Regions from separate parts of the Mus musculus genome. Here all the other regions are linked to region 4. The links are chromatin contacts, called in public Hi-C, HiChIP or PLAC-seq and promoter capture Hi-C maps. All regions are on one chromosome and are shown on one strand. Each heading gives the region's core, a stretch centred on a gene start, on an enhancer-like site or on the middle of the called end of the contact. The rest is flanking DNA. Distances are from core to core; before and after follow the strand shown.

What was found. Promoter capture Hi-C pulls out the DNA fragments that hold promoters and counts their contacts. A called contact is a pair of places that touch in the nucleus more often than the background predicts. HiChIP or PLAC-seq counts read pairs in DNA pulled down with a chosen protein or histone mark.
Region 1: a Hi-C map of cortical neurons shows a contact between it and region 4. The contact joins the enhancer-like site here to the promoter of Tafa5 in region 4. A contact is called at or near these places in 1 of 39 promoter capture datasets (stem cell-derived epiblast-like cells), 1 of 484 Hi-C or Micro-C datasets (cortical neurons) and 2 of 115 datasets of contacts at active chromatin or transcription factors (embryonic forebrain and stem cell-derived neural progenitor cells).
Region 2: a contact with region 4 is called in an H3K27ac HiChIP or PLAC-seq map of VIP interneurons, with 7 times the contacts expected there. The contact joins the enhancer-like site here to the promoter of Tafa5 in region 4. A contact is called at or near these places in 7 of 39 promoter capture datasets (the 3T3-L1 cell line, the C10 cell line, the HPC-7 cell line and 4 more), 3 of 484 Hi-C or Micro-C datasets (cerebral cortex, cortical neurons and uterus) and 7 of 115 datasets of contacts at active chromatin or transcription factors (VIP interneurons, embryonic basal ganglia, embryonic forebrain and 4 more).
Region 3: a contact with region 4 is called in an H3K4me3 HiChIP or PLAC-seq map of embryonic midbrain, with 11 times the contacts expected there. The contact joins the promoter of Tbc1d22a here to the promoter of Tafa5 in region 4. A contact is called at or near these places in 5 of 39 promoter capture datasets (cranial neural crest, hippocampal neurons, maxillary cranial neural crest and 2 more) and 2 of 115 datasets of contacts at active chromatin or transcription factors (embryonic midbrain and forebrain).
Region 5: a contact with region 4 is called in a promoter capture Hi-C map of hippocampal neurons, with 5 times the contacts expected there. The contact joins the promoter of Cerk here to the promoter of Tafa5 in region 4. A contact is called at or near these places in 2 of 39 promoter capture datasets (frontonasal cranial neural crest and hippocampal neurons) and 2 of 115 datasets of contacts at active chromatin or transcription factors (SST interneurons and embryonic forebrain).

The regions. Positions count from the first base shown.
Region 1 is chr15:86,307,606-86,311,186 of GRCm38.p6, forward strand. All of the region lies in intron 7 of Tbc1d22a (TBC1 domain family, member 22a), which reads left to right. Among named protein-coding and RNA genes, the nearest start is that of Tbc1d22a, 95 kb to the left of the region's middle. Within about 2 kb of position 1,811, at least 27 of the 459 cell types and tissues checked have an H3K27ac peak or open chromatin away from gene starts, as enhancers often do. A contact at or near this core is called in cortical neurons, where this site is marked.
Region 2 is chr15:86,541,199-86,544,973 of GRCm38.p6, forward strand. No RefSeq gene overlaps it. Among named protein-coding and RNA genes, the nearest start is that of Gm34965, 62 kb to the right of the region's middle. Within about 2 kb of position 1,758, at least 4 of the 459 cell types and tissues checked have an H3K27ac peak or open chromatin away from gene starts, as enhancers often do. A contact at or near this core is called in VIP interneurons, where this site is marked.
Region 3 is chr15:86,212,279-86,215,849 of GRCm38.p6, forward strand. Tbc1d22a (TBC1 domain family, member 22a) reads left to right here and starts at 2,181. Exons shown (of 13, transcript NM_145476.2): 1 at 2,181-2,358. The coding sequence starts at 2,297. Gm22818 (a small nuclear RNA gene) reads right to left here and starts at 379; the gene lies at 276-379.
Region 4 is chr15:87,541,580-87,545,658 of GRCm38.p6, forward strand. It overlaps Tafa5 (TAFA chemokine like family member 5), which reads left to right and starts at 2,720. Exons shown (of 4, transcript NM_001252310.1): 1 at 2,720-3,024. The coding sequence starts at 2,913. It overlaps Gm35471 (a long non-coding RNA gene), which reads right to left and starts at 2,394. Exons shown (of 3, transcript XR_384322.2): 1 at 1,883-2,394.
Region 5 is chr15:86,184,487-86,188,164 of GRCm38.p6, forward strand. Cerk (ceramide kinase) reads right to left here and starts at 1,655. Exons shown (of 13, transcript NM_145475.4): 1 at 1,021-1,655. The coding sequence starts at 1,162. Gm15569 (predicted gene 15569) reads left to right here and starts at 1,242. Exons shown (of 3, transcript NR_155352.1): 1 at 1,242-1,298; 2 at 1,720-1,755; 3 at 2,166-2,710.

The DNA of each region.
Region 1 (3,581 bases), core at 561-3,060, 1.2 Mb before region 4:
TTCCTGTGTCTCTGTAGCGTAGTTTGAGGTCAGGGGTTGTGAGACCTCCATCATTGCTCCTTTTCTCCTGGCTTGCTCTTCTGCACCTCCATTTCTGGAATGGCTCCCATGTGGAAAGTCACCATGGGCCACCAGCAGCCATACCTGGCTGCTGTCTCTCAGGATTTCCCATGCGCCGGGCTCCTTTGGCTGGCCCTGGCTCCCTTGGCTGGTCCTGGCTCCTTTGACTGGTCCTGGCTCCCTTGGCTGGTCCTGGCTCCTTTGACTGGTCCTGGCTCCCTTGGCTGGTCCTGGTTCCTTTGGCTGGTCCTGGCTCCCTTGGCTGGTCCTGGCTCCTTTGGCTGGTCCTGGCTCCCTTGGCTTGTCCTGGCTCCCTTGGCTGGTCCTGGCTCCCTTGGCTGGTCCTGGCTCCTTTAGCTGGTCCTGGCTCCCTTGGCTGGTCCCTTTGGCTGTTCCTGGCTCCCCTTGGTTGGTCTGTCTCTTCTGCCCTGACTTGGCCTTGATTACTGTAGTACTGAGTCTGTGGGCCAGGCCTGGGCTGCCTGTTCCTGGTTATGTTTCTTGGTCTTCCTTGTGTGTTAAAGTGTTAAAGTCAGCTTGTTAGGTGTTGTGGACTCTCCCAATTTGAGTTGTGTTTGCTGATCGGGTTGGAGGGAATTAATGCTTTGTTTACTTAGTTTTTGTCTTTATTTTTTTTAAGATTTATTTTTATTTTATGTATATGAGTGTTTGGCTGTACCACATGCAAGCAGTAGCCTGCCAAGGCTAGAAGAGGCTATCAGATCCCCTGCAATTAGAGTTATAGATAATTGTGAGATAACCCCACCTCCCTCCTTCCCTCCCTCCCTCGCCCAGTGCTGTGATTCTGGTCATTCTCCACGGAACTTGACTTCTTTTTGGTGGGTGCTAGGATTCTGAACTCAGGGCCTCATTTCTGCACAGCAGGCACATAACCCACCTAGCCCTAACCAGGCTCTTGATTTCTTCAGACCTGGGGGAACATGTGGCAGCAAGAGTTTCATTTCAGACTTTCCGAAATGAGCCTTTGGGAAGAGTTCAGTTTGTGATGCTTCTAATGCAGCCCCTCCAACAGACATGGATATCAAGAATGGTGAACAGAATTCCAAGAGCTAGTAATGTCTGCGAGTGTTCATGGTTGAGGCCTCTCAGACCAGTCTGTTTCCAGTAGGCACATCCATGGTCCAAGGCTGCTGTACATCATGCCCTTTGGTGGATCATTTGTGCTTCCCCACAGCACTTCAGCTTGAGTTAACATTCTGCACCTGTGTGATCTTCTCCTTACATCTGCTCTTTGCTAAGCTGATCCTGCCACCACAGACCATCCTGTTCAAGTGAGCATGCTGTTTCTACCCTTCTGTTCAAATTGCTAGAAAAATCCAAGGGTTTTTCATGGAGTTGTGGGCTGTGGCTCCATGAAGAGTATCCCCATCCCCCAGAATGTTTTCAGATGCTATGACAAAGAAGTTCCAATAGATATTAAGTGACCAAGGGATCAGGACTGGTTTTGCAGTTCCAGCCACTGCCCATTGACTGGACGTCAGTCTTGGCTTATACTCCCGAAGCCTATGTCTGTGTGGTTCTAGAAACAAAGCTGTAAGGTAGAAATTTCAGGTCACTGAGAGAGGTCTGGTGGAATTAAGCTGTGAACAGCTGAGCTAACGGTGAGCTTTCCTTTGCTCATAAGAAACTGGAATATTTCTGGATCTTTCTGCTTTTTCAAGTGCAGTATAATGACAGGGTGTGCTGTGTCACCAGCAGCTGGCAGAGGCCTGCTTTGAGGCTCCTTCAGGGGAGCACTGTTGTATCTGCAGAGAAACAGGAAAGCATTGGCCTCTTATTTGCAAATTGGGCTCCTCTGTGCTACTACTGGTTTGCCTTGTTCCTCCTAGGAAGGTGCTGGCACTATTGGGTGGTCCTGAGTCTGCCTTGAGTTTCAATGACAGAGGCTTGAGCTTAGAACCAGTCTTACGAGCTCAGGCTAGCCCTAGTCTTTTCCGCCTTCTCAGGCCTTTCATGGTGTGTGCAAGGCCAAGGCACAGCATATGTCTGGTTTGCCTGTGTGGGTGTGAGCAGATGGAGCTCTGCTTCTGGGTAGCTGTGACAGTCTCCTGTGTACGGGGTGGGGGTGGGGGGAGGGGCTCTGATGAGGTTCTGATTTTGAAGTGTGTGCATGCGTGTGTGTGTGTGTGTGTGTGTGTGTGTGTGTGTGTGCGCGTGCATGTGTATCGTGTATTTGTGTGCATGGGTCCCAGCTCAGCACTCAGTGTCTTTCCCTTATTGCCTCTGCTTTTATGTTTTGGAGCCAGCATGTCTCACTAACCTTGAAACTCTTAGATTCACCTAGGTAGGCTGGACAGTGAGCTGCAGGGATTTGCCTTCTCTGCCCTGCTTGCTAGGCTTATATGATTATATGATAGGGATTATAGCCGCCCCTGGCTTTTCACATGTGTTCTTGGGCGGCCCTTTGACTGAGCTATGTCTCTGGCCTCTGAACTTGTTTGTATTTTATTTCATTTCAGTTTTTCGGTGGTGCTAGTGATTGTTGCAGGGTCCTCACACATGCTAGGCAAGTGTTCTGTTAGTAAGCTGTACCCCAGCCTCTGAACTTTGTTTAAATATTCATTTCTCTCTAGGAAACTGTTGACTGATGAAAAATGTATATGAATCTATATGCATGAGCGTGTCACTCACTCAGCAAATATTGAGCTGGCGCCTGCTGTGCTACAGGTGGCGGCGGCTTGTTATTCACTTGAGCAGTGGGAGTGATTCTGTTCTGCTGTGGGGGTGGGCTCTGAGTTTGCCAATGGTAGACCCCATGCCTTGGGATTAGAAGCTTTGCTTGTCAAGGCTCTAGGCCTCTCTTTTTTAAATCCTGGGGTTCATGTGCTTTGAGGGCTCTAGACCAAGCCCAATCATGCTTAGGATGGTAGGTGATGTAGGAAGGGCCTGACTTCCCAGAGTGTGCAGCCATCGGGTTCTTCGAGATTTGGTGTACTTAGAGGTTCTAAAACACCTTCACTCATGTGAGCACTCTAGCACTGCCTTCCTCTGCTGCTTGCCTGGGTGAAGTCTGGGCAGAGCTTACAGTAAAGCCTGGCCTTGTCAGGCTTTGGAGCCCAGTTCCAAGTAGGAGCCACCAGAGAATGACAGTGGGAAGGAGGGAGACCAGAGAGTCACTAGGTAGAATGTAGCTGGCTCTTCCATAAAGATGGTGGGCAGAGAGCAGAGAGAGCAGAAAGGAGCGCTTGCAACTGGTCTCAAATACGAGCAGTTAAGCCAGAGGCGAGGAGAAGCCCTCAGGGCTGTGGGAAGGAGATGTAATCTGCTGGGCTCTGATAGGGTACAGAGTGTGGGTGCAGGGCCAGAGTTTGGGGAGACCTGGGAGATAAGCTTATGGATGGAAGGAAGGTCTTTAAGCCATCGGTGTGGGTGTGCATACATACGTTTAGGGTGATGTGTAGGGTGGTGTCTCTCGATCTACTGTACCTTGATAAGATTAATCTCAAGAGGGAAGATGGAGAAGAGTGATCGGGATAAAAGATGGTGAAGAGGAGGGATCA
Region 2 (3,775 bases), core at 508-3,007, 1.0 Mb before region 4:
TCGAGAGTGATACTATGAGAAGGTGACAGAAGCTTTAGGAGGTGGTGCCTAGTGGGAAGCCCTCCGACCACTGCTGGCACACTCTAAAGAAAATTATGGGATGCTGGCCTCTTCCTCTTTCTTCCTTTTAGCTTGCTGGTTTTGTTAGTTCTGCATAGGCTACCTCTATGATATGTTGTTTCATCACTGCCCAAAGTGAAGAGACGAGACTCTCAAACTCTGAGCCCAAATGATTCTTCTCTTTATATATTCATTTTTCCAGCTATTTGTGATATGCCAAAGCTGCTGTCCCACAGGGCCCAGTGATTTTTTTGGAACATACTTTGCAGCCCAGCAGGTGGCAGAGGGAACCCAATGCTTCCTTAGGGAGCCTGAGATCCTAAGAGGACACAGCCTAGGTTTTGGGAGAGTTAAACACATCCTAGCTGGAGGTTCCAGATAGGCCTTCAGGACACACATCAACATAGAATTTGCATTTAAGGGGAAGGGGTCACCAGGAGACCAAGGGCGCCATTCGGGACTGAGCAGAGGCAGGCCATGAGAGTAACCTACACAGAACATTTCAGAAGTAAAAGAACCAGGACCAGCCTGAGCTGTTTGGCTAGGAGTGACCTGAAGAGCAGAGTCTCTTAGTTCCTATAGAGATCAGGTTCTAAGGGCAGTCACAAAGGGGACAGGAGATCAAGATGGGAGAGGTCACTGAGGAGGATACCTCTAGGAAGAGATAACCTAGGAAGGTGGCAGTCATCTAGGACGGTGGAAGTCAGAGAAGGGAACAGTTGTTATCAGGAGAGGAGGCTGCCCACAGAGGAAGTACGGGGGCCAGGCTTTGGGCTGAGGAGCTGGTGAGGCTGGCACTGTGGCAACAAGATCACTCTTTTGTGTTCTAGTTCCTTCTTTGATAAGTGGACCAATCAGATCCTTGGTGTGGCTCAGAATGGGAATTGAAGCCTCTCTGGCAGCTAGTCCCATCTCTCCCATCTTGCCGTCACTACACCATGCAGTAAGATGATGCTGTCTTCTTATTCTGTGATACCAGCATATGCTCTCAGCTGCCAGGGAGGAGTGCCGGAGGAGTCTCGTTTGACTCCCCTTTACAGATAAGAAGACTGCCAGGACTATATCCAGCTTGTGACAGAGCCTGGCAGTGCCTGCTTCTTGTGAACACTATGAGTGATGGGTCAACCATGAGCTGGGACCCGAATCTCAGAGGCAAAAGCAGGAGAAAGCTAGTCCTGCCACCCAGGATTTGGTGATGGATCCTGAGCTGCACAGCCAGGAAGGGAGGATTCCCCAAAGAAACACTGGCAGGCTTTGTGCAGACTTCAGCCAAGTCCGGATCGGACTGGGTGACCTGTTTGGGGGAAGATGGGATCACATGGCATCCATCATGACAAAAAGAATGAGTGCAGAGGCAGGCCATCAGGGAAATGGGGCTCTCTGAACAGTTAGAATAGATATGTGGCTGGGGTCCTACATCAGAGGATGCTTGGGCCAGCCAGTCAACCTTCTGCCAGCTGCTGTCAGCTGCAAGATGGAAGGAAACACAGACAGAGCCAAAAAGAGCCTGAAAGAGCCCTGGGGGAGAAGATTCTGGAAGAGCAGGGCCTGGGGGTGGAGAGAACTTTTTCCTCTTTGTGCACTGGCTCTCAAAACTGATTTAGTTCCAAAGAAGTGGGTTTGAGGGATGAGGTGTACCAAATGGGCAGGCAGCAAGGATGCAGCAATCTGGACCATCCTGGATTCCAAATAGCCTGTGCTCTGAATAGACCTTTTGTTCTGCATGGCTGGGATGAAGGCGTGGAACTGGTATCGGATGCCCAGAAAGGGCTGTGACTAAGTGTCCATGATAAGTGGAGCATTTTAATAGAAAAATCCATGTAATTTATTTGAATAAAAATGCGTGTTCCTTACAATCCTTTTGTTTCCCTAGCTGTCCATATTAATAGATCATTAATACTTCAGGATGCTAACCATTGTCTTAGAAAACAAACACAAGGGCGCAGAAAGGAAACTCATCGTTGCCCAGGCTTAAATAAAACAATGGTCACAGGGTTGCAGAGAGAGCTCAGTCAATAAAACACTTTCCATGCAAGCATCAGGGCCTGAGTTTGGTCCCCAGCACCTATGTGAAATGCTGGGGCTTGGTGTGAAGACTTGTGACCCCCACACTGGGGTAGTGAGACAGAAGGATCCCTGAGGCTTGCTGAGTGGCCAGCCTGTCCTAAGCCACAGTGAAATGCACAGAGCTTGAGGAATGATGCCTATGGTTGATCTTTGGCTTATACATATATGTGAGCATGCGTGAACATGAACACAAACAGGCACATGTACACTTACGTGCACAAACTAGTGATCATAGGGAATGAAGTTGTTCACAAAATGCTTGGCCTGAGACACTAGCATCAGAAATGAAGAAGTCTGGGGAGTTGCTCAAGGAGTAGGCACTCAGTACATAGAGCCATGGCTAAAGTCTCAGAGTATGTGCTGCACACTTCGACCTATGGGGTACCCAGGATAGACTTCACATTAGAGCCTTGGGTGCCCTTAGCTGTCCTCTGCTGGCCTCTCTTGGACAAGTACTCCAGGAAGGAACTCTGGGATGGGCTGTGTTTGTACAGCTTGGGTATGGGAAGACATTCAGGAGAGACTTTGCCTTCTTGGTTGCTGTGTTGTGGTGCCCTCTGTTCCTTTGTGGTTTGAATGGAGAAGAAGCCTAGCCTTGAGTCTGACACCACCCTTATCTCAATGATGGCTTTCCTGGATCCAACTGTGAAAAACTATAATTCTATACTGAAACTCCCAGCTTCTAGTCTTAGTTTTTTCCAGTACAAACCAACATATCTGTATGATCTCTGCCTTAGGACCAGGGTTATAGGGCATTTATTATTCTCCAATCTGTACCTCCAGAAAGCCATGTGTGCAGCGTACAGGCACCAGCAGTTCATGGCCTTGCTTTGTATGTGGAGTCAAATTCTCTGTCTCCCTGTCCATCAAGCTTCTGTCTGTGTCAGGAAAAGGCTCTGAGGTAGGCAGGAACTTGTAGGTCAGGGTCAGAGTCAGGGTCAGGGTTAGATTAGGAGGATGGTGCTGTGTTCTGAGGATATATTTTCAGGACCATGGACAGAACCAGGCACTGAGAGGCAGTTCATTGTGCATGGTGAATTCATGACAAATGGACAAGACCCATCCTGGACCTCCTAGATCCACCAGTACAGAAGATAAGCCAGTGATAGCTAGTGACCCCTGTGCAGTGTGTGACTGATGCACAGAGCTGGTTTCATCTGGAGGTGCTGGAACCAGGAGGAGGCCACTGGTTGGAGTTTCCTGGGTATCCTTGGAAAGAGGCAAGTGACCAAGGGTTCACCTTGAAGGCTGACACCAGAATGGCACATCTGTGTTCTCCTATACATGATAGCTCCTTGGGCCTCTCAGCAGCCTGCCCAGCTCATGTCCCCAAGGTACTTTATCTGTCTGTATTGCTGTTATCTGACAGGCCCTGGCAGGAGGCTGGCTTGCAGATGGATGTGCAGACAGACATATTTTGCTGCAGTTGATAAGGTGTCCAGGGAAGGCAGCTCCAGTATGCAGAGCAGGAGGTCAGGCTGAGGGGAAGAGGAACGGCTGTCTCCTGCTGCGTGTCTACCTTGCCAAGCTGGGTTGTAACACTACAGTCGCACAGTGTCTGCTGGCAGCCCCAAGTCTCCTTCCCCTCCCTCTTGTTACCACTGCTGGGTGAGTGTTCTGTCAAGACCTATTCTGACACAGTGACATT
Region 3 (3,571 bases), core at 931-3,430, 1.3 Mb before region 4:
ATGCAACCCAGCAAGAAAGCCGAGAGGAAAGAAGGCTGGCTTTGGTAATGTGGGGTCACACCGAAGAGACTGGGACTGTGTCAGTTTCCTGTGACATCCGTAGTAGCCTAAGGAGGTGGAAATGTTTCCCCTTTTTGGGTCCTGAAACCAAGATGTCAGCAGATTGTGCTGTCTGTGAGGGCCATTTCCCACCATGTCTACATAGACATCTAGGGTTGACTACTGGCTGCTGCCTAACACACACACACACACACACACACACACACACACACACACACACACACGAACATATTACCGGTTTGTGTGTCATCCTTTTGTAAGGACCATGCTAATCTCTGTATTATTCCAATTTTAGTAGGTATACCACTGAAGTGAGCACCCAATTTTTTTTTTTTTTTTTTTTTAGATTTATTTATTTATTATATGTAAGTACACTGTAGCTGTCTTCAGACACACCAGAAGAGGGCATCAGATCTCATTACGGGTGGTTGTGAGCCACCATGTGGTTGCTGGGATTTGAACTTCGGACCTTCAGAAGAGCAGTCGGGTGCTCTTACCCACTGAGCCATCTCACCAGCCCCATAGCACCCAATTTTTAATTTCCATTCTCCTGCCTCCCTCTTGAGAAGCTGGGCCATAGCTATGTACCACTAAAGTTTTATTTCAAAGAGCTCTCGAGGCAGTGCTAGGACATGATTATTAATCTTAGTTTTGCTAGGTCTCTCAAATTCTAAGGATTATTAGAAGTAGGATTCCAAGGAGAAGCCAAGGCTATGTTCCATAAGTTGTGCCTGAAGGGGTCACCTAGGACCTGTTGACATTGTCCCTGGTATTTCCTGAAGTTTCTATGCTTGTGTCAAAAGGGATTCCTAGAGAGCCCGGTATTGTCATCCAGACAGCAAACATTTGGGATGTACTATTTCAGTTCCTAAGGCTCCGGCTGTGCAGGAAATGAAGAGGAACAGGTGCCACCCCTTTCTGCAGAGTCAAAGTGGAGTCAGGTAGCTGCTGCAGTCTAAAAGGAGCTGCAGAAGGCTTTACTCTTAAAGAATGGGAACAAAGTTGAGATACAGGGCTCTAGGCCATTGACCCTGCTCTGAGTACTGAGGATAAGTCTGGCATACAACTGGGCTAAGCTATATAAGGTTCTTTAGTGTGATTTCTTGCATCCACCATGTGCTAACCCAACACCACTTTCAATATGTCTAGAAGTCTGGGTCTTGAGAATATAGTCAGGGCCTGGGTTAAACAGGAAGACCATATCAAAAGCAGAAAAAGTGCACGAGACAGCTGTCGTGAATATGTTTCTCAGTAGTAAAGGCCACAAGTTGGCATTACCAGTGTTTCACTAAAGCTCCGGCCTGAGATGCCAGCCTCTCACCCTTGAGTCTAAGATCATAGAAATTTTACACCAATCACGTAAGTAATTTCAAGTAGCTACACTACACAGCAAAAAGTGAAAGTAAACATAACAATATATTCTACAGAACCCAATATATATAAAGTATCATTTAATGTAAACTTATAATTAACATTTCCGTATTAAGATTTTTGGATCTTGAATGTATCTTACAATTAAGCACACTTTACTGCGGTCTTGGAAGCACGCAAGCGCCGGCAAGATGAAGTCTTCGTGTCTCCGTGCCTATTCGTTTTTCAGCTGAAGCCCAGGCAGATCCCCGCCATCGCTTCAGATGTGCTCCGGTGGAAGTCGCTTCCTTCACCTCACTGTGCAGTGTTTACTGATCCGGGGTCAATGCCCTGGCGATGAGGCTTGGACCACACTACAGCGGGAGAAGCTCTCCATCCTCCCGCTCGCCTGTCCGCCCGCAGCAGGGTCCCGATCTGCCTGTGCTCCTTCTGGTTCTCGGTACTTGCTGGTTGGCTGCGAGCAAATAAGACCGACTCGGACCCCAGACGCACGCGGCTCCGGAGTTCATGGCCGGGGATCAGAGGCCGGGATCCAGAGACCTCAGTCCGTGCCGCTCGACCCGAGCGCTCTCAGCGCCGCCAGAACATACGCAGCTCGCAGACTCCGCTTTCCTCCCTGCGCTACAGCCACGCACATATCCCAGCGTCGCCTTCTCATGGCGTCAAGCACTGCCCGAAACGAAGGCGGGACTTCCGGAATCGCCGAGTCACAACTTCCGGACGGAGGCGGAAGCGCCTCTCGGCTCTACGCTTCGGAGTCCTGGTGTCTCTGAGGGGGCCGCCGGGGCACAGGAGAGGGCCGCTGGAGGTGTGGCCGACCGCTCTCGGGTGTCAGGGTTGCGGATCTGAGGGATGAGGAGCGGCCATGGCCAGCGACGGGGCCAGGAAGCAGTTCTGGAAGCGCAGCAACAGCAAGGTCCCGGGCAGGTGGGTGTGACGGGGAGGACCCGGTCGGGGTCAGGGGTCAGAGGTCAGGTGGCCGTGCTGTCCCGTTGCAGTGCGGGTGGCGTAGGAGTCTGGGGAGGAGAACCTGGCTCCTAGGAGACTGTTGGGCTATGTGAGGGGCTAGGGGAGTCGGGGTCGGCAGTGGGCGTGTGGGAAATGAAAGGTGACAGTGGCCGTACCAATGAGCAAGGAGGACGAGGAGCTGCCCCAAGTGCTTCCAGAGCCTGGCAGGCAGGTTCTCTCCTGCGAAACTCCATGACTCCCTGGGGAAGCTGGAAGAAACTGACCCAGGTCATGCCCTGGAGAGTTTGGTTGAGTCAGGAAACTGGCCAGGGAGAGGCAGTGCCTGCAGGGGAGGTCGGTCTCTTCGGGGTGCATAGTGGTTTGAGCACTTGGGTTTTCGTCTGTCACATGTGGGCTGATGCTTTTCCTTTGAGCGTGGAAGCGCCTTGTGAATTTCTGTGGTCCCACCTTCTGGCCTCTGGACACCGGTCTTTTGACAGCAACAGGAAACACAGAATAATAATAAAAACACCTGGGTGCAGTCTGGAAGCTATCGAGCTCCAAAGTCCTTCTGTGATTGGTTATGTGGCCTGATGCCTCTCTAGGTCTTAGGGAGTGAAGAGACAGTACCCGGAAATGTATTTCAGAAAACTCCATCACAAGATTTCAAACATAGTTTATTCTGTTTTCTAGCCAAAGTCTCAGATATGAAATTTAAGATTCTAACATTAGCCACCTCTCCAGTCCTGAAGGTTTTGACATTGAGGTAACTTAAGTAGAACCATTCGTGAGCTCGGAAAATGGTCTGTCTTCCTGTGCTTCCTAAGAGACACCATTGTGTGAATGTTAAATTTGTAAACTCGGATATCCACTGTATTCAACCACAAAATGTGCTTTTCAAAGTGGCTGGGGCTTGGCACGGGTTACTGACTGCTGGGCCACAGTGACTTGGGAGATGGAGGAAGTCCTCAGAGGTACCCAGACACTGTATTTTTTACAGGACCTGGACTGGGCTTGCTTGAATAGTTAAGAACTTTTATAAAAGCTATTATTATAGTTTATGATGAGTAGAAGGTCCTACTGTGACAGGGATAAACACGTTGAGCCTAGTGCCAGATAAACAGAAGCATGTGGCAGTGTGACTTCTGTTGTTGCCTTCACATCTCGAGACTCAGTTCTTCTTCTTCCTCCT
Region 4 (4,079 bases), core at 1,470-3,969:
GAGAGAGAGAGAGAGAGAGAGAGACAGAAGAGGGAGAAGAGGGGGGTGTGTACTAAGGATGGCACCAAAATCTGTCTGTTGACACATCTCACAGAAGCTCTCCCAGCCCATACCTTACAACACCCCAGGACTCAACCTTGGGTTGAACATGCCAACAGAATGACCGAGTGATGGCTCATTGGTTCAGAGCTCTTGTTGCTCTCCCAGAGGGCTGGGTTCCAGTACTCACATGGTGACTCACAACTACCTGTGATCCCAGTTCCAGAGGGACCTGATGCCCTCTGCTGGCCTCTGAGGCATGAAAACAGTGCACAAAACTGCACACATGCAAGTGCCACCCCCTCCCCCCATACACACTCATAAATAAAAAATAAGTAAGTCTGTTTTAGAAAGCCCTCAAAGGTTCCAACAGTACCTTGACTCTTTCTCACCACAATACCTGGCTCATGGATGTGATTGCATTTTCCTTGCTATTCTTCAAACCTGAACTTCTCAGGGAGAGAGAAATCTAAGTATAATTGTTTTTCTGGTCCCACATGCCTGACATCGAGTAGATACCCAATAAAAGCATGTTGTGTGAAGGATGTCTGTCTCTGAGAAGAATTTCAGGGAAGACAGGATGAAGTGGAGTATGCATGGATTTAGAGCTTTGTTCCTTTTGCAGGTTAAAAGGCTTTGATCAACAGAAGGCATATGACAGCAGTTTCAGACAGCCATTTTCAACTTTGTAGAACCTGGCTGAGGGACCCCCCCTCCTTAGGTTAGGGGGGAGAGAGATATGTCTATCTGGAATATTCGAGACAAAATGTGCTACCACCCTGCCCTCCTGACAATGTCAGGATGTCTGGTTTCTGCAGACTGTCCTCCCTACAGGAAAGTGAGACTGGGGAAGCTATCCTGGAGAAGATGGTACCCAGAAAACCTGGATCTTAGTTAAACAGGAAATGGAAGTCAGAAATTAGTGGGAAACCCCCTTGGTAGGCATGTTCATATTACAGAGAGACCATTACCAGGGGCTAGGCAGTGAGAAGCCTGACTCCATTTCACTAGCACTGTTTTGGATGTATATGTGCTTCTGAGAGCAAGTACTTGTGCATTCTATGCATGTGTGCACGTGTGCATGGCAAATATGCATGTGCATATTCATTCATGTGGCTGTGGCCATGCGACATGTATGTATGTCTATGCATGTGTGTGCACATGCATGTGTGGTCACATGCTGTACATGTATGCACATGTATATTTTTGCATGTGTGCATGCACATGTGTGCTCTATATAGCATACATGTGTGTATATGTGTGCATGTATGTGGAGGTATGTGTGACCATGTAGCATGCATGTGAATGTCAGTGCCTTGTGCATGTACCTATGTAGGGGAGTGTGTGCCTATAGCCACATGATATACATGTAGCTTGTGTAGAAACAAGCTTGTGGCATGCATGTATCCAAGTGGAGTGTGTATGGAGTTCAGCTATGTGGTGTGCGTGTGTGCATGAACATGGTGCGCATGTGGAGTGCGTATGTGTCTGCGTATGTATACAACCTGGGTACTTGCCCTCCTTCAGCCCCTCAGCAACGTTCTCTATGTCCTGGTCTGTTTAAATGCCACACTGGACCAGGGTGCAAGGGGAAAGGCTTATGCTGGTATGCACCAAGTAGCTTGTGGGGAAAAGCCTCCATTTCTAATGAGATCTTGTGTGGGGGTACCACCCCTTCCCATGCAGAACAAACACCAATGAGAAGCCTAACTGGGCCTGCTGTTAGCATGTTCACTGGTGCACAGGAAGGGAATGGAATCGACCTTCATGGCCATGGACCTACAGGGCCACCTGGGGAAAACACCAGCTTTTAGAGTTTCTTCCTGGAGTGCAAGGAACTTACAAGGGAAAGTGGAAGTGACCCGATTCCGCTGGTTTACAGGGGCAAACCCGTTGTCCAACGGCAGGAATGCACATCAGAGTTGTAGTCTTCGCTACCCTCCTCAGAAAACCAGACCAGGGACTTTATCCTGCACACACTCTGGAAAATGGATGAGAGAGAGGAACCACAGGCCATGGCCTGGGGGCAGAGGCTGTGGTACACGGGAGTCAAGGAAGTGCATCAGGAAGATGCAAAGGAATGTCTTCTTAGGGTAGACACACAGAGCCCACAGGATGGCAAGTTCTAGAGACAGGGTGCAGGTGCGCTCAGATGCTCTCTGGTGGGCTCAGAGCAACAAGGCATACTCAGGAGCCCTGGTGCTGGGCACAAATGGGAAACAGGCTGAAAGCATTATTTGCTTTGAATAAACTTTCGGTTCACTTTCCGGATCAATACCAAACAAGGTCTGGGACCCCAGCGTCCCAGGCCTTTGGTGGAAGACTCTCGCGTGGGGGGGGGGGGGGGGGAAGGGGGTCCCAAGTCACCTAACTTCCCGCTGGCCCTGAGGGTCTTGCGCGCCCAGAGCCCAGGCTACGAGGATGCTGGGCCGTCTCTGTCGCCATCCAGAGGCTCGGCTAGGGCGCGGCGTCCCCTCTGCTCGCCTCCCTCGCCGGTCCCGGGCCAGTGCGAGGCCCCGCCACGCCGGGCACGCGCTCCAGGCGCGCCCCTCGTACTGGTGACGGGGCGCGCTGAGCCGGGGCGCGCAGCGACGCCCAGAGCCGCGGGCTGGCGTCCCCGGGCGGGCGAGCACGGGCGCGGGCGGCGCGGGCGCGGCGCGGGGCGGGCGGCGCGGGGCGCAGTGGGCCGGGGCCCGGGCGCGGCGGCGGCGGCGGAGAAGGAGGAGGAGGAGGAGGACGAGGAAGAGGAGGAGGAGGAGGACGAGGAGGAGGATGGCACGCGCGGGGCCCGCACGTGGAGGCCGGCGCGGGGGCGCGGGCAGGGCCGGCTGCTGAGAAGCGCTGCTGCCCCCCGCGCGGGCACCGCGGCTTCAATGGCGCCATCGCCCAGGACCAGCAGCCGGCAAGATGCGACCGCCCTGCCCAGCATGTCCTCAACTTTTTGGGCATTCATGATCCTGGCCAGCCTGCTCATCGCCTACTGCAGTGAGTACCGTGCACCCGGGCCCCATAAGGGCCTCGGGTCCTCCAAGCGGCCCCAGCCCCAGCCCCGGCGGGGCGCCCCGCGTCGGTGCGGAGTTGCGAGCGCGTGGCGCGCGGTCCCGGGTCTTGGCCGCTGTTCCGCTGGCCCGGGAGGGCTTGGTGCAGGCGGCTCCGGGGTCCAGACACTCCGCGGCCGGGCACAGCAGCCCCGGCGAGCTTCCGCGGACTAGCCAGCAGGGCCGGCATCAGGCCCAGGCAGGCACAGCGCGTCCCTGCGCGGCGGTGCCCGGTGTCCGCCGTGCGGTCGCCGCTCCGGCCCAGGCTAGCGACCGAGCGGAGCTTCCCGCCGGCGACACTCCCTCCGGGGACTTATGGGGACGCAGCAACCGAGCCCGAGCGGGACTCCTCGGGCAGGACCGCGGCTTGGGTTCCTCCGACGCGTGGTGGAGCCTCTGCCTTGCTAGGAAGCGGGCTCGCCAGATGCTTTCTGTAAAAGGAGAAGTAAGGGAACGGATGCCTCTGGAGGGGAGGGCCCGCTACCGCTGCAAGGGTGGTTCGGAGGAATGAACTGACGACCCAGTGGGTCTGGCAAGGGCTGCGGAGGGAGGTGCGGGCTGGTCGGAGCCTGGCACGGGGTTCTGGAGCTGGGCTTAGGCTGGGACCCGGACGATGGGTGATCTTATCAGTAGGTCTTATCTGGGTACCGATAATCTGAGTCCTGGGTACAGTCTTGGGGCTGGTGTAGTATGGGTAGGCATCATCTTGGCTGGTGTCTGCTGACTGTCGGAAGCTGTTGGGGTGGGTAGAGGCTGGTTAGAGTCCCGGGCATAGGCTCTATAAGAGATGGGCGCTTGCCTGGTTACAGTTTCTGCCTTCCTTCCCGTCTCTGCGGGAAGAAAAACTAGTGCCAGTGAACACCTGTCATGAAAAAAATGCCACAGGCAAGGGAGGTGATGACAAAATATGGATTCTTTACTAATTTAAAATAAAAGGCCATCACCAAGTGGTTCCTCTCACTCCTCCCTCCTTTCCCCGGCCATCGCTCGAGCCTGGGGCCT
Region 5 (3,678 bases), core at 405-2,904, 1.4 Mb before region 4:
AGCAAGCCACAAGCCCTGGATTCTATCATTCCCAGGAGAGAGAGAGAGAGAGAGAGAGAGAGAGAGAGAGAGAGAGAGAGAGAGAATAACAAGTTGGGCTTGGTGGCACACATCTGTAATACTAGTCTGAGGCTGAGCCACATAGGAAAACAGTCTCAAAACAAACAAACAAACACAACAAAATGGAGCAAGGAATTTATGAAACTGAATTCGTCTACAAGGTCGTCTACAAGGCCCCCCAGCCCAGATGTCCACATACAATCTTCTGTAATCCTCCTTTTAAGGAGGACTGAATGACATCTTTAAAATCTCCGCCAATCCGTCGGCCACCAGACAACCTGCAGCAAAGCACCGGGGAGAGTGGCTCTAGTGTCCTTGCACCATTCCCAGTCACTGCGGGTGGGTTGCGTTTTTTCCCCATGCTGGCCTAAGCTACTCCTCTTTCAACCCTGAGGGCGGCTGAGCAGGGTGTACACTCCATCGGAAAGTCAAAGGCCCTTGCTCAACTGCCTAATCGCAGGAAGTCCCTGCCAGGGCCCCTCTGGGCTTCTCCCATAGAGAAACATGTGTATGTACTTGGGTTCACTGTATTGGACGAAGAATATGACCAGAAACCAGTCCTGTCCAGGTGTGCCAGCGCCATCCCGACGGCAGCACCAGCAACAGACCTCCCCCAGGGTCCCGCGGATGCTCCGGGATGGGGGGTGGGGGGCTGTGGACGTCCGCTCTTCCCCTCCCCCTCCAGCACCTCCAGAGGCTTTGTCATCCCAGTTCCAGGAGTATCTGGGCTCTCAGCACCCAGACGGTTCCCCGCCAGAGGCCGCGGAGTACTTAGACCGCCCGGCACCCGGGCTCTGCGTCTCGGATTCCCCGCGCCTCGGTATCCCGGGCGCCTCTCCCCGTGCCCCAGGTCTCCTCCCTCCGAGTTCCGCCCCATCCCAGCCTGCCCGGAGCGCTCGGGCTACGCAGGCCGGGGTGGATGCAGCGCCGGCCCCACCAGCCCGGGATGGCCACACTTACCGGCACCCGGCGCGGAGGGCCCGGGCTCCGGGCTCCGCCACCAGCGTAGCAGAGCCCGCGCGGGCTCCAGGCTGACGGCACAGCGTCGCCGTTTCACCCACAGCACGGAGTGCAGCGGCTCCGCCGCCCCCATTGCCCCCATCGCCGCCGGCGCGGCCTCGTCCGCCGGGCGCGGGGCGCGCGGACACCGGGGGGGGCGCGGGACCGTTAGCGGCCCCTGCAGTCTGCCCGGCGGTGACGCGGGGAGGCGGGAGCGGGAGGCGGCGCTGCGTCACCCGGTACGCAGAGAGGGTGGCGGGGACCCGGGAGGAGGCGACCAGGGTGAGGACAGGAGAAGCTAGACTTGGGGCCAGAGAAGAATCAGAAACAGAGGAGTCTAGGGAGCCTAGGATGAGGAGCAGAAAAGGCCTAGGAAGGAACGGGAGGGAGGGGTCAGAGGAGGGGACTGAGGGACCTGGCTGTGGGGAGGGCGGTCGGAGCGGCCGGGTGCCCTGAAAGACACTAGTCTGTCGCTCTGGCTGCCCCTGGGTCCTGCTGGGTCTGCACGAGCGACGGGGTAGGGAGGGCTGCAAAGGGACGGGCGGAGTCCCAGCAGCGCAGAAATGTTGCCCGGGCGGTCCTGGGCAGGCGATAGGAGGCCGTGGAACTGCTGGTGTGCGCCCAGGAGCGATTTGACCTTGGGCATCCGTCTCTTTTTAGGTCTTGGTCTCCTGGCGGCTAGCAAGAGTCCTGCAGGTTAGTCCCAGTAGGCAAAGGAAGGCTAGGATGGAGAGGACAGGGGTTACCTTCCAGGGGAGTGGAAGCTTCATGTGTGGATGGTTGTGGGTCTACAGCCACCAGAGAGACGGGAGAAGGCGTCTTCTTATCAGTCACCTGACTGTACCCTCCCAAACAGGCCTAGGGAACCGGAGTTGCTGCTCTTGATGCAGCTTAACATGGGACAAGCTGAACATATCCACCTCAGGGAGGTCTTCCTGGACTCCGTCTCCCCCAGCCAAAGCATCCCAAGACACAGCAGGGCAAAATTCAGCACTGCACTCATTGCATATCTACCCATCTTTGTGAAAATTCCATGGGCATGTGGGCTTGTCCCTTACTGGGTCTCCAGTGTCTAAAATGGTCTCTGTGCATAATGTGTTACTCAGATATTGGTTGCGTGATAGCATCTGTTCACATCTGACCAAGGAAGAGTCTCCTCGGAGATGCTAACTGGTCCAAGAGTGCAGGGCTCTGTGGTGTGACAGAGCTAAGCCTCACAGCGGAGTCAGCTTTCAAGAAGACAGGAGAGCCTTCTGCCCTCCCCCTCAGCTCTCCTGCTGTTGCAGACTGGGGTGGAGCTGGCCAAGTCTACCTTGCCTGTGCCTGGTACCAGAGGGCTAAGGTACAGGTCTGATCCTGTCGGTGCCCTGTGTCCATCTGCAGGGCAGGGACAACCATGAATCACTTGCTTCCTGGAAGCCCAGCCCAATGGTAGGCTCCCTGACAGCCCTGGAGTGTTGGTTAGGCCCAGGCAGAATCCTAGCCCCACCCTGGAGCAAGCTGGACCTGACCTAGCTCAGTTGTTAGTTGAAGCAATGGCTGTCCCAGCTCTTTCCTTTCACGGCTATCGGGATGAGGCTTGGGGAATGTGGACATGAAACTTCTTCAGAAACCTCTTGCCATTGCTGATGATGCTGCCTCTGTTACTGGTGAGGGGTTGTGTCGGGCAAGGGCAGCAGGGGCTATTATTATTATTAATTATTATTATTACTATTATTATTATTATTATTTTGAGACAGGGTTTCTCTGGGTAGTCCTGATTGTCCTGGAGCTCACTCTATAGACTCTCAAACTTAAAGATCCACCTCCCTCTGCCTCCCAAGAGCTGAGATTAAAGGTATGAGCCACCACGCCTGGAAATTAATGCAGTGTTTATATGTAAGTGTTTAATACCAAGAGGACTGGACTCCACCTTAGTCCTAGAGGAGTTCCATCCAGGAAGACACAGCCACACGGTCCACAAAATACTAAAGAACCTGAGGAGGGCCACCTGTGTGAATTATAGCTCACTAGTGAGAACCAGGATCCTGCAGTGCCTACCTCGGACTGAAGTGTACCCCCCTCCCCCATTTGAATTCTGAAGCCCCAAGCTTGATGCCATAGATAGTGGCTTATTTGGAGACAGAGCCTTTAAAGAGGTGACTCAATGAGGGCTTTTGGGGGCACGGGGAGGGGGGGCAATAGCTTGGTTCCTGGACAGAGGTTGCCACTTCTTCAAACACACTCATTCACATATGCGCACTTGCACACATATGAACACATGTGTACAAACAAATTAGACCATTAAGGGCCGGGTGTGGTGGCGCATGCCTTTAATCCCAGCACTCGGGAGGCAGAGGCAGGTGGATTTCTGAGTTCGAGGCCAGCCTGGTCTACAAAGTGAGTTCCAGGACAGCCAGGGCTATACAGAGAAACCCTGTCTCAAAAAAACCAAAAAAAAAAAAAAATTAAACCATTAAGGTAGTCTCAATTCAGGTCAACCAGTGTACTTAGTATAGGGGGGATTTGAACACAGATCCAGGGATGTGTACATAGAACACAAACTATGAGAAGCACCTGAGGAATGGCCATCTACAGGCCTCAGGAGACACCAGCCTGATTGGACCCGTGGTGTTGGGC